Regions from separate parts of the Gossypium hirsutum genome. Here region 2 is linked to region 1. A link is a contact called in public Hi-C data. All regions are on one chromosome and are shown on one strand. The core of a region is the stretch at or near the end of the contact, and the rest is flanking DNA. Distances in the headings are between cores, read along the strand shown. Region 1 holds the start of LOC107914895 (chalcone synthase 1-like). Region 2 holds the start of LOC107915058.

The links. A called contact is a pair of places that touch in the nucleus more often than the background predicts.
Region 2: a Hi-C map of leaf shows a contact between it and region 1, with 3 times the contacts expected there. The contact joins the promoter of LOC107915058 here to the promoter of LOC107914895 in region 1. A contact is called at or near these places in 2 of 34 Hi-C or Micro-C datasets (leaf and seedling).

What each region holds. Positions count from the first base shown.
Region 1 is chrD10:30,817,037-30,822,242 of Gossypium_hirsutum_v2.1, forward strand. It overlaps LOC107914895 (chalcone synthase 1-like), which reads right to left and starts at 2,151. Exons shown (of 2, transcript NM_001327119.1): 1 at 1,974-2,151; 2 at 1-980. The coding sequence starts at 2,151.
Region 2 is chrD10:31,098,211-31,103,416 of Gossypium_hirsutum_v2.1, forward strand. It overlaps LOC107915058, which reads left to right and starts at 2,866. Exons shown (of 10, transcript XM_041102334.1): 1 at 2,866-3,101; 2 at 4,056-5,041. The coding sequence starts at 4,059.

The sequences.
Region 1 (5,206 bases), core at 901-3,400:
ACTATGGAGCACAACAGTCTCAACAGTGAGGCCAGGTCCGAACCCAAAGAGCACTCCCCACTCCAGTCCTTCTCCTGTTGTCTGAAGTCCATCTTCCCTTGATTTCTTCCTCATCTCATCCAAAATGAATAAAACACAAGCACTTGACATGTTACCATACTCTGAAAGAACGTGCCTTGTGGCTCGTAGCTTCTCTGGCTTCAGTGCTAACTTGGCTTCTACCTGGTCCAATATTGCTGGACCACCTGGATGAGCAATCCAAAAAAGGGAGTTCCAATCGGATATGCCCAATGGTTGAAATGCTTCTACCAGGCTCTTCTCTATATTCTTCGAAATAAGCCCCGGAACATCCTTAAGAAGGTGAAATGTAAGCCCAACTTCACGAAGGTGACCATCAATTGCACCATCACTATCTGGCAAGATCGTTTGGGCTACTGAGACTATTTCAAACATGGGCTTCTCGATTTCGGGCATGGGGTCTGCCCCGATTATAACAGCTGCGGCACCATCACCAAACAATGCTTGGCCCACTAGACTGTCTAGGTGAGTGTCACTAGGTCCACGGAAGGTAACAGCAGTAATCTCCGAGCACACAACAAGTACACGAGCACCTTTGTTGTTCTCAGCTAAGTCCTTAGCCACTCGGAGCACCGTCCCCCCTGCGAAGCAACCTTGTTGGTACATCATGAGGCGCTTAACGGAGGGGCGGAGGCCCAAAAGCTTGGTGAGCTGGTAGTCAGCCCCAGGCATGTCCACACCACTAGTGGTGCAAAAGACAAGGTGGGTGATCTTGGACTTGGGCTGGCCCCACTCCTTAATGGCCTTGGTGGCTGCTTCTTTGCCTAGCTTTGGCACCTCAACTACCACCATATCTTGCCTAGCATCCAGTGAAGGAGCCATGTATTCACATACATTGGGATTCTCTTTCAAAATCTCTTCTGTAAGGTACATGTATCGCTTCTTGATCATCGATTTTTCACCTAAATAATCAAACACAATAAACTTACTTTTAATTCTCCCAACTTAGCATATAAGAGTGTTTTAACTGATTTTTTATCCAACTTCACTAGATATGGAAAATATCAGTTTAGGTCCCCCCTTCAAATTCTCTGTCTCATAAAAGCTTCAATCGTCGGAAACTTTTAGGTGGGTCATGGGCGGAAATAATGGAGTCTTAAGACCTTTATAAGATTCTCTTCTAATAGTTTATTTAATAGTTTGTCTGACAAATATATTTATTTTAAAAAATATTATAAATATTAGACTATGCAGATTTATAATTTGAATAAAAAATTTATTTAAAAGTATATTTATAAAAAAATTTTAAAAATTATAATTGAAATGATAAAATTATTTTTTAAAAATTATAGAGTTATAAATTAAAATTTCATAAAAATACTATAATATAAAATATGAAAGACAAAATAATTTCAAATTAACATTTATTATTGGTCCAAACAATTAATATTTATATTCTTTAGTATAATACTTGGAACTATCCATAATCCTTTCCAATATTTAAATATGAGGATAAATATATAGTATTGTAAAAAAATTAAAAAAAGTATAAACTAGAACATCTAACAACTTACTAATATTTGGAAAAAAAAACTTATTAATTCACTAGTATAAATTTCAAACTTCTGTTGGTAGAAAACGTGAAACTAAGGTTTGAGACAAATTAAGTCTGTGGAATTATATGATTTAAATAAATGTGCTTTACAAGAAATGAACCTAACAAACTTCAATCTAGTTTTCTTGGAACCAGAAAAGAACTTTAATCTATTTTCAAGTCATACTATATACGTAGCTAACTTCTTTTCCATTAAAGTATTTGCATGAAAATGATATGAACCATGCACATCTATCTTTCCCCTCTTTTATTTTCATGGCCGAATTATGTATGAAACACAAAATCACCTTAAGTTTGTATATAAGGTAATTTAGCTTTTAGATCAAAGTAAAAAACTTACACATGCGCTTGAACTTCTCTTTCAACTCGGTCTTGTGCTCACTATTTGTGATACGGAAATAGTAGTCAGGGTATGTGCTCTGATCAACACAATTAGGCGGGGTTGATGTGCCGATGGCCAACACGGTGGCAGGGCCTTGGGCACGTTGAGCCTTACGAACTTCTTCCACGGTCACCATTCTTTTTCGGATGATCAGAAACAGCCAATGGTGGTGGGTGTGGAGTTGGACTGTTGGACTAAGCTGCTATGCTATGAATGGTAAAAAGGAACAGAAGGTGTTGTTGACAGTCCAGAGTTTGGGCCTATAAATAAGATATAGGAGCTTGGGAGGGGGTAGTTGAGAGTCACGTGGTTGAGCAGAGCCAAGTCCACCTGGCTAGTTGTTAAGACTGGGTGGCACGTGACTTTGGTGCATCCATCTAATTCTAGCCTCCACTCTTCTACCTCTCCATCCTATCCTCCACATTTCTGTTGGTTTTCACTACAAATGTTTATGGGCAGAGTTGAGTGCGAGTTGAGTACATGTTATTAATATATATATTTTATGTTTATTCAAACTTGATCTAATTTAAATTATGAGTTTAAAATTTTATCCAATTCATTCATATTTGTAAATGGTTAATGGAACCCATTTTAGGTTTACTTATATTATTTTTAAAAAAATTTAAATAAATATTTATATTAATTTTAATTAAATATTTAATTATTTTATATATAGTCACCTTAATAATTTATAATGTTTATATAATACTACTATAAATTTAATTTTTATGTATTATAAATTACATAATATATTAAAATAACATAACATAAAATATTACTAACTTAAAAACGGGTCAAACTAAATTAAATTCAGACCTTAAATATTCAGGTCTAAGTCTTTTTCTAAGTTAATTTTTTAAACCTAATATTTTAAACCCTCACACAAATTTAAACCAACATTCGAATTTCAACAAATAAACCTACTCATTAACAATTACAGATTTCACTTACCGCTTCATCATTTAAAACCTCATTTCTACCATATATAAGGACTGCACCACGTTCCCTCACATCTGTCCGTACATTTCAACTAATTCTTCTAACTATTAAATATATTTTTATTATATATTTTTAATATTTTAATATAATTTAGATGGTCAAACCAACTTAAAAAATGGTCTAAAATTGAGATGGTTTGAAAATAAAATTATGCTCCCTAGGTTTTAGGTAAAATAAAAATTATTTAAAATATGAATTAAGCTTGGATTCAAATATTATATATATTTTGTTAAAATAAAGATATTTTATATAACATAACTAAAAGTACATCTAATATGTAATATTTATGATTATATAATGAAATAATATTTGATATATTGTCAGTGGAGTTTTTAGATTCCATAAGTAGGGTTAAGAGATTGACAAGTGTCCTATAGGGGTATAGTAAAATATATTTTAAAAAATAAATATTTTAAAAAAAGAGACATGACAATTTTTTAAAACTACTAGTAGAATAAAAAAAATTACATTGTTAGTGTACCAAATACTAAACCCTTATATAATATGAATGTTATAAATTAATTTTATTTTTTTGAAAGTAACATAATTAATATTATAATATATGAAAATTCTTGTCATAACCTGAAAACCGGGTTAGAAGAAATTGAGTTAGTGAAACCAAGACTGGTCACGTCGTGATTTTTAGTTATGATTGTGGAAGTGTTATCAAGTAAATTGATTTGTTTTAGTGGATAAGTGCTTTGGATATATGTTTGAGGTCTTGTGTTCAAATTGTTTTTTTATTTATTTATTTTTCTATTTTTGTTCTTATTTCTATCACAGCATATCTTATTTATATTTAATTTTTGCTCAATTGTTAATAAGAATGAGTTTGTTAGTTTTGTGGTAGTACTTCAACTTATTTTTTGGTATTGTATTCAAATCCTTGTGCGCGTGAAATGAAAATATTTTTGCTCCTATTTACTGTGCCGTTATTTTGTCAAAAAATTAGTTAAATTTATATTTTAAGGAAAAATATGATAAATTAGAATTTTGTTTTATTATATTATATTTTATCTTTAAATTTTGAAAAAAAATTGGTTTCCAAAAGTATCTTTCACCTTCTCACGTTACTCTACCACACCCCCCACTTTTGCCTTTTGCCTTTTGTTTTTATTTTATTTTATTTATTATTATTTTATTTCTCTTTCTATTCTATTCTCCCTAATTCCCACGTTTTGCTCCTTGTTTCTATTTCTATTTCTTTTACATTTTTCTTTTGTTGTTCCTTCTTTGTTTTGTTTTTGTTACATATATTGTAACTATCTAAAAGTCAGAAGTGTAGGGTAACGTACTTCAGGGATCCCGTTTCTGTGAATTGAGTTTATAATTAATTTCATTAAATACTTTTTTAGAATTTGCCTTAGGAGGGAATTGTGTGATAGTTAGATAATTCTAAGTATTAAGTGTTTGATTAAAGTAGGGGAATTAAATCCAATAAGTGATAAAAATAAGAATTTAAATTAAATTATAAGGTGGATCAATATCAAGGGACTTATTAAGTAAATAAGCCATTAATTATATTAGTGTATGATGGTGGACGGTTTTAATCTATTTTATTAGTATTTTACATCTGTGTTATGTTAGAATATTAGTTAAGTTAAAAATTAATATGAAAGGTTATATTTTATTAATAAAAATAGATGAGAGATATAGTTAGTGGGGAGAAGAAAATTAAGCAATAGTTTTTTTTTCTTCTTTTCGAAACCATAAGGAAAGGGAAGAAGGGGTTGTTCGGCCAAGAAGCTATAACGCATGTTTAAATTGGTAAGTGAAATTTGGTTATTTTTGCATGAAATTTATGTTTTCTATGTTTTAATGTTATGAGTTAGTTTCCATGTTGAAATTTTGAGAGTGAATGAAAATTATGGAAGTTACAATGGATGAGAAATTTAAAGGTTTGGTGTTATTTTGTTGAATTTTAAAAGTTCTTGAGGTGATGATTAAAGTATAAGTCTTGTAGGCTAATTTGGTCAAATTGTGTGGTGATTTTTGTTGATAATAATTTCTAAGGACTTAAAATTTGTAAATTCAAAATAACATGGTTTAAGTTGTGATTTTTAGTAGTTAAATGAATGCTGGAAAATAGTTTATATTTTTTGAATGCAAAGATGTGAAATTTGTTCATAGGGGTTAAATGTTTGAGTATAAATATTCTTGGTGGTTGGATTATTAAATTTAAATTATTGTCT
Region 2 (5,206 bases), core at 1,616-4,115, 280 kb after region 1:
CTCTTGATTGTATGAGCTTTCATTTTTAAACATTGATTTTAGATTTGGCATAATTGTAAAAAAAAAAACCCCATCAACGTTTGGGGGCTTTTGGTTTTGTGCCCTTAACCTCTCATTTTTATTGACACCTTCAACATTATGATTTCAGAAATCAGCCCAATTTTAACAATAAATGTGAGTTGTCTGTCAGTCAAGTGCTGGTCAACGAAGTAAGCCTATGTGACGTCATAGATGACATCATCCTTTTTTCATATTTTTCCATCTTCTTTCTTCTTCTCATTTTCTCTTTTTCCCTACGGTTACAATAAAAAAATTGCAATTCTCTTTTAGTTTCAACTCCACCATTTAACACCTTACTTTTCCAAAAGCTTCACTTACACTGAGATTCAACACCACTTTGGTATTTATATTATAAGGCATTCAAACAAAACATTTAGATCAGGACAGAGCTCATACTAATATCAGAATCGAATCAAAGGTTTGCTAAGCAGCTAAAACAACTCCATCGATTAATAAAAAATAAAAAAAATTGAGTTTTGGTTCTCAAATGCTCAAGATGCACACACACATACATAGCAGAAGGGTCACTAACCAATTCATCATTGCAATAAACCTCGAAAACACCGAAGCTTTGCAGAAAAGACTGCATTACATTCCCAAAAAGCCAAGCAGATGTAATGGACCCGAAACTGTTTGCACGCGAGGAATAATACCACAGCGGTGGTGTCATAATCCTAATCATAGGAAAAATCTATTCACTTGCCATCATAATCCCTACAACTCCAAATTGGAAAACTGGAACCACTTTCGAAAGCTAATGTTTCGGCAATGTGGTGGATAGTTATCAAGCATTACATCAATTCCAAGAAATTGGGCTTCTAACATCTCTATTGTCAAAATAGTTCCCCTGTAAATTTTCATCAATTACATGTTCAATTATCACTTGAGGAAAAATATCAACTATAATATCCAAAGAAAAGGAAAACATCAAAAGAAAAAAATCAAATAGAACCTGCAAGAGCATGAAGTGCAGAAATTGATATTCATCTTACTGCCATAGCTGATTCCTCCAATAGCGTTAGGTTTCTCAGAAGGAAAAAAAAGAAAGGAGATAAATTGAATAAGAAATTCAATTAAAATAATGGATGAATGATTAAAGTTACCTGTAAAAGAAATATCTAAGGTTTCAGGATTGAGTGGAGGTTTGGGTAGGTGGGGATGATGGTGGTGATGGTGTGAGTGAAGCTTTTAGAAAAGTGAGGTGTTAAATGGTGGAGTTCAAAATTGAAAGGGAACTACAATTTTTTTTTACTCTAACAACAGCTACAAGGAAAGAGAAGAAGGGAGAAGAATAAAGAAGATGGAAACAAAATGAAAAAAAAATGATGCCATTTATGACGTCACATAGGCTTACTTCGTTGATCAACGCTTGACTGACGGTCAACTCATGTTTACTGTTAGAATTGGGTTGATTTTTGAAAAAATTATAATGTTGAAGGTGTCAATAAAAAAAAGGTCAAATGCACAAAACCAAAAGCCCCCAAACATTGAGGGTTTTTTTTTTTTTATAATTATGCCTTTAGATTTCAAGTTCTTATTAACCAGCTGAAATGGAGGACCTTCAAGTAGAAGCGATCATACGTATTTACTCAATTTCTTTGAGTAAATTGTTGAAACCTTGTTTTGCAATGTAACGATCCCTCTAATTTTTTTGGCTGTTTAGAAGGGTTAATAAGGCTTGTTTGTTATCTAAGATTTTCTATTGGTGTATTGTCCATGTTCTCTTAAAGGTTTGCTATCCTGTGTTTCTAGGATCTTTTGTGTCTCTTCTAATGAAATGAAATCTACTTCTAATTTGTTCAAAAAAAAAGAATTACATTGATTGAGGGTGGGTTTGGATGGGAGACGAGATGCGATGTGTTTTGCTTACTTTTAGTCTCACTACAGTATCGCTACAATATCTAATCTCACCGCAATCGCTGTTTTTACACTAATCACAGGTAAACGCACCGTCCATCCAAACTCAGCTTGAAACAAAATTAAATGTGATATATGTCAAATAGTATGTGTGCATTCAAATTTTTAGCTCACATTAATTCGAAGTTAGATTTGGACCACCTTTATCTCCTATTTCTTATAAAAAAAACTTAAATATTTTATCATAATAAATAAAAAAATGATATTTATAGGTATTATAGATTACAATGCTCAAATTTTCTTTTATATATTTAGTGTAAGTTATAGATTTAGTTCTTATATTTAGATTTGGTCATTTTCAGTTACCTATTTTTTCTTTTTATAAATTTTGAAATTTTATTTTTTACTCAAATGCTATCCATTAAATTCGTTAAGTTAAATTATGTTATTTTCAAAATCTTATGCAGTAAATATATTATCACATGTGAAATGCCATGTGAGCTTGTTATTTTCACATAATACTCACAAAAAAAGTAACAACATTTTAGTTAATGAATTTAATGACTACTATTTGAGTCAGGATTGAATTTTAAATTTCATTGAATTTTAAATTTTGAAATGTATAAACACTAAAAATGATCAAATTGAATAACAAAGACTAAATCTCCTACTTACGCAAAGTATAGTGACTAATAGAAAGTTTTGACTAAACAAATTGAACTATTACTAATAGGATTAAAATTGAAATTCTAAAATTCAAAAAACACATGGACTAAAATTGATCAAATTAAAGTATAAAGACTAAATCTATAAATTAGGCATAGTAGAAGATTTTGAATGTATTAGAGCTGAAATCATGGTCTTTGAGGTGGGCCTATTCTAATACATAAAGTAGGCCCATTATCTTTAACAAATCCAATAATTGAAGGTTTTTTTTTATAACGCTGAAAAAAAACTAGATCCGACTCGACCTGATATCCAAATTGCCGACCCTAAAAATTTGAAAGGCACAAAAACAAAAGCAAATTGTGAAGGAAAAGATGAAGCGAAGCGACTCCCAGTCCCAGAAGAGTTGATGGCAATGACATTGCCTTCTTAGAGTTTTGAAGGATTCAACTTCTTCTGGAATTCGTGTCGCTTTTCTCGGTTCCATTTTATCACCAAATTTTGAAAAACATTATCTGGTAATGATTTTTAATATATATTTTAATTTTGAATGCCAAAATCCTCTCTGTTTATTTATTTATTTAAAATTTATCCTTTTCTGATGTACTATTTTATTTTATTTATTTAATATGTGAAATTTTGAAAAATTCAGTCTCGATGCTGTAATGTGTGTGTGTGTGTGTGTGTGCGCTTCTAAGATTTTTGTATAATTATTTTATTTGCGTATGTATGCTTTTGTAATTTCTGGCAGTGCACAGGAATTAATATTTATTGTTCTAAGAATTAGAATTTGGTGGAGATTTATCCAACATTTGCATTTTATTTAGTGTTTATTTTTTGTTTATAATCAAGCCACTACTTTTTATATCGCCTGGATACAGTAATTGAGAAAACTTTGTTGGCTAGGATTAATTATATGAAGCATAGTTATAATAATTTTGTTAATTTCGTTGCGCCAAAGCAGTGACTGGTCTGGTAACGAATCTCTTCCTAACAAGTTTTATATGTTTGTTGGCTTCTTTTCTTTCTCTTTCATATTCATGGCATTGCTTTTTGGTTCCATCCTTGTTTGGTATGTGAATGTTTAGTTGTTCAAAATTATGCTAAATAGGACTCAGTTTATGTTATTTGAAGTTATAAAATTGAGCGAGTTTTGCTTCTGTAAGTAAATTCTATGGCAAGCATTTAGTCTTGCTTTTCGTATCTCTATCCCTTTTTATAATCCTTTGGACTATATAACATTTTAAAGAAGTCTAAAGAGCAATGTAGGAATGTAATGTGTTAATTTGTTTCTCAGGTTGGTTACATTACTTATAAATTATATCATGAAAAGGTGACTTTTTCTGTAATGACATTTTAGTTTGGACTATAATGTTGTAAACTGCCTTGGGCTGGAGAATTTTTATAAGCAAATTGATATTTTTGTGATTAAAGCTTCATATGAAGTCAGGACCTGACCTTGTGTGTTTCAGTAGATGCAGCAAATGGAGGAAGTGGACATTGATTCAGTATTGGACATGCCCAACACTGTCGATAAGCTATCTGTACAGCAAATGAACAGATGGGATTATGTTGAACAAGAAAGTAAAATTTCAGTGCTTAGTCATTTGAGAGGTTCTAATACTGCAGGCAAAGAATCTTTGGATACGCTAAGGAGAAGAGGTAGGTTGGTTGTTGAAAAAGGACACAACCGAAAACATTATATACACCCACGAAAACTTTCAGGTAGTGTTGATGAAATTGAACATAGGAAAAACACCATTATCTTATCCCCCCTAGAGAATTCTCAAGCAAATGCTCCTTTATTTGGGAAAACTGCAGTGGAGAGAAGCAGGAATTCCATTACAGAGCACATGGATAAAGGAAAAGCTCCTTGCTCTAAGTTGCCTTTTAAGTCATCTGTATTCCAAGAAAATCATGCTGTTATAGATTTAACTGAAAAGAAAATGTACAATCAAATACCTGAAAGGCCATTTCCACAAGGTGGATCAACAAATCACTTAGCTGAAGGAAGAAAAGAATGTCAGCTACCAAGAATTGGTGGTTCTTTCTTTCATAACTCTGCAGACGGTTCTGCAAAATCCAGAAATAACTGCAAAGGAAAGGAGAAAATAGATGGCATAGAATTTAAAAGTGTAGGGTTGGTTATGGATCGTGGAAAAGGGGTGGATCCTTCCCATGGGTCCCCACGTAGAATGGAAAAACAATTGCCTGCATCTCACCGTTCTTTTGTCTCGCCAAGAGCAGTTGGGAGAAAAAAATTGGTTCAAAATGGCTGTATCTCTCCCCAGAATATAGCTATCAGGGACAAGACACTGGAAATTAACAAACAATCCCTAAACAGCTTTAAAGTTGAACAAAATTTTGGGAATGTGGCTAGCTATGGTAAAGGAAAAGGAGTTGTTTATTCTCACACACCTAAGGAGCATGAAACCAATTTCATTAATTTATCTGGGAGGTAACTTTTAATTAATGTTCTTCTCCAACTATTTTTTTTCCTATTGTCAATTGGATGCTTTCTTTTTTATTGTTGATTTATTTCATTTATTTTGTTAAAATGTTTGCAAAAGAGATGGCCAGGCTGGTACATTTCAGCCAAAAGCTTTTAAACAACATCCAATAA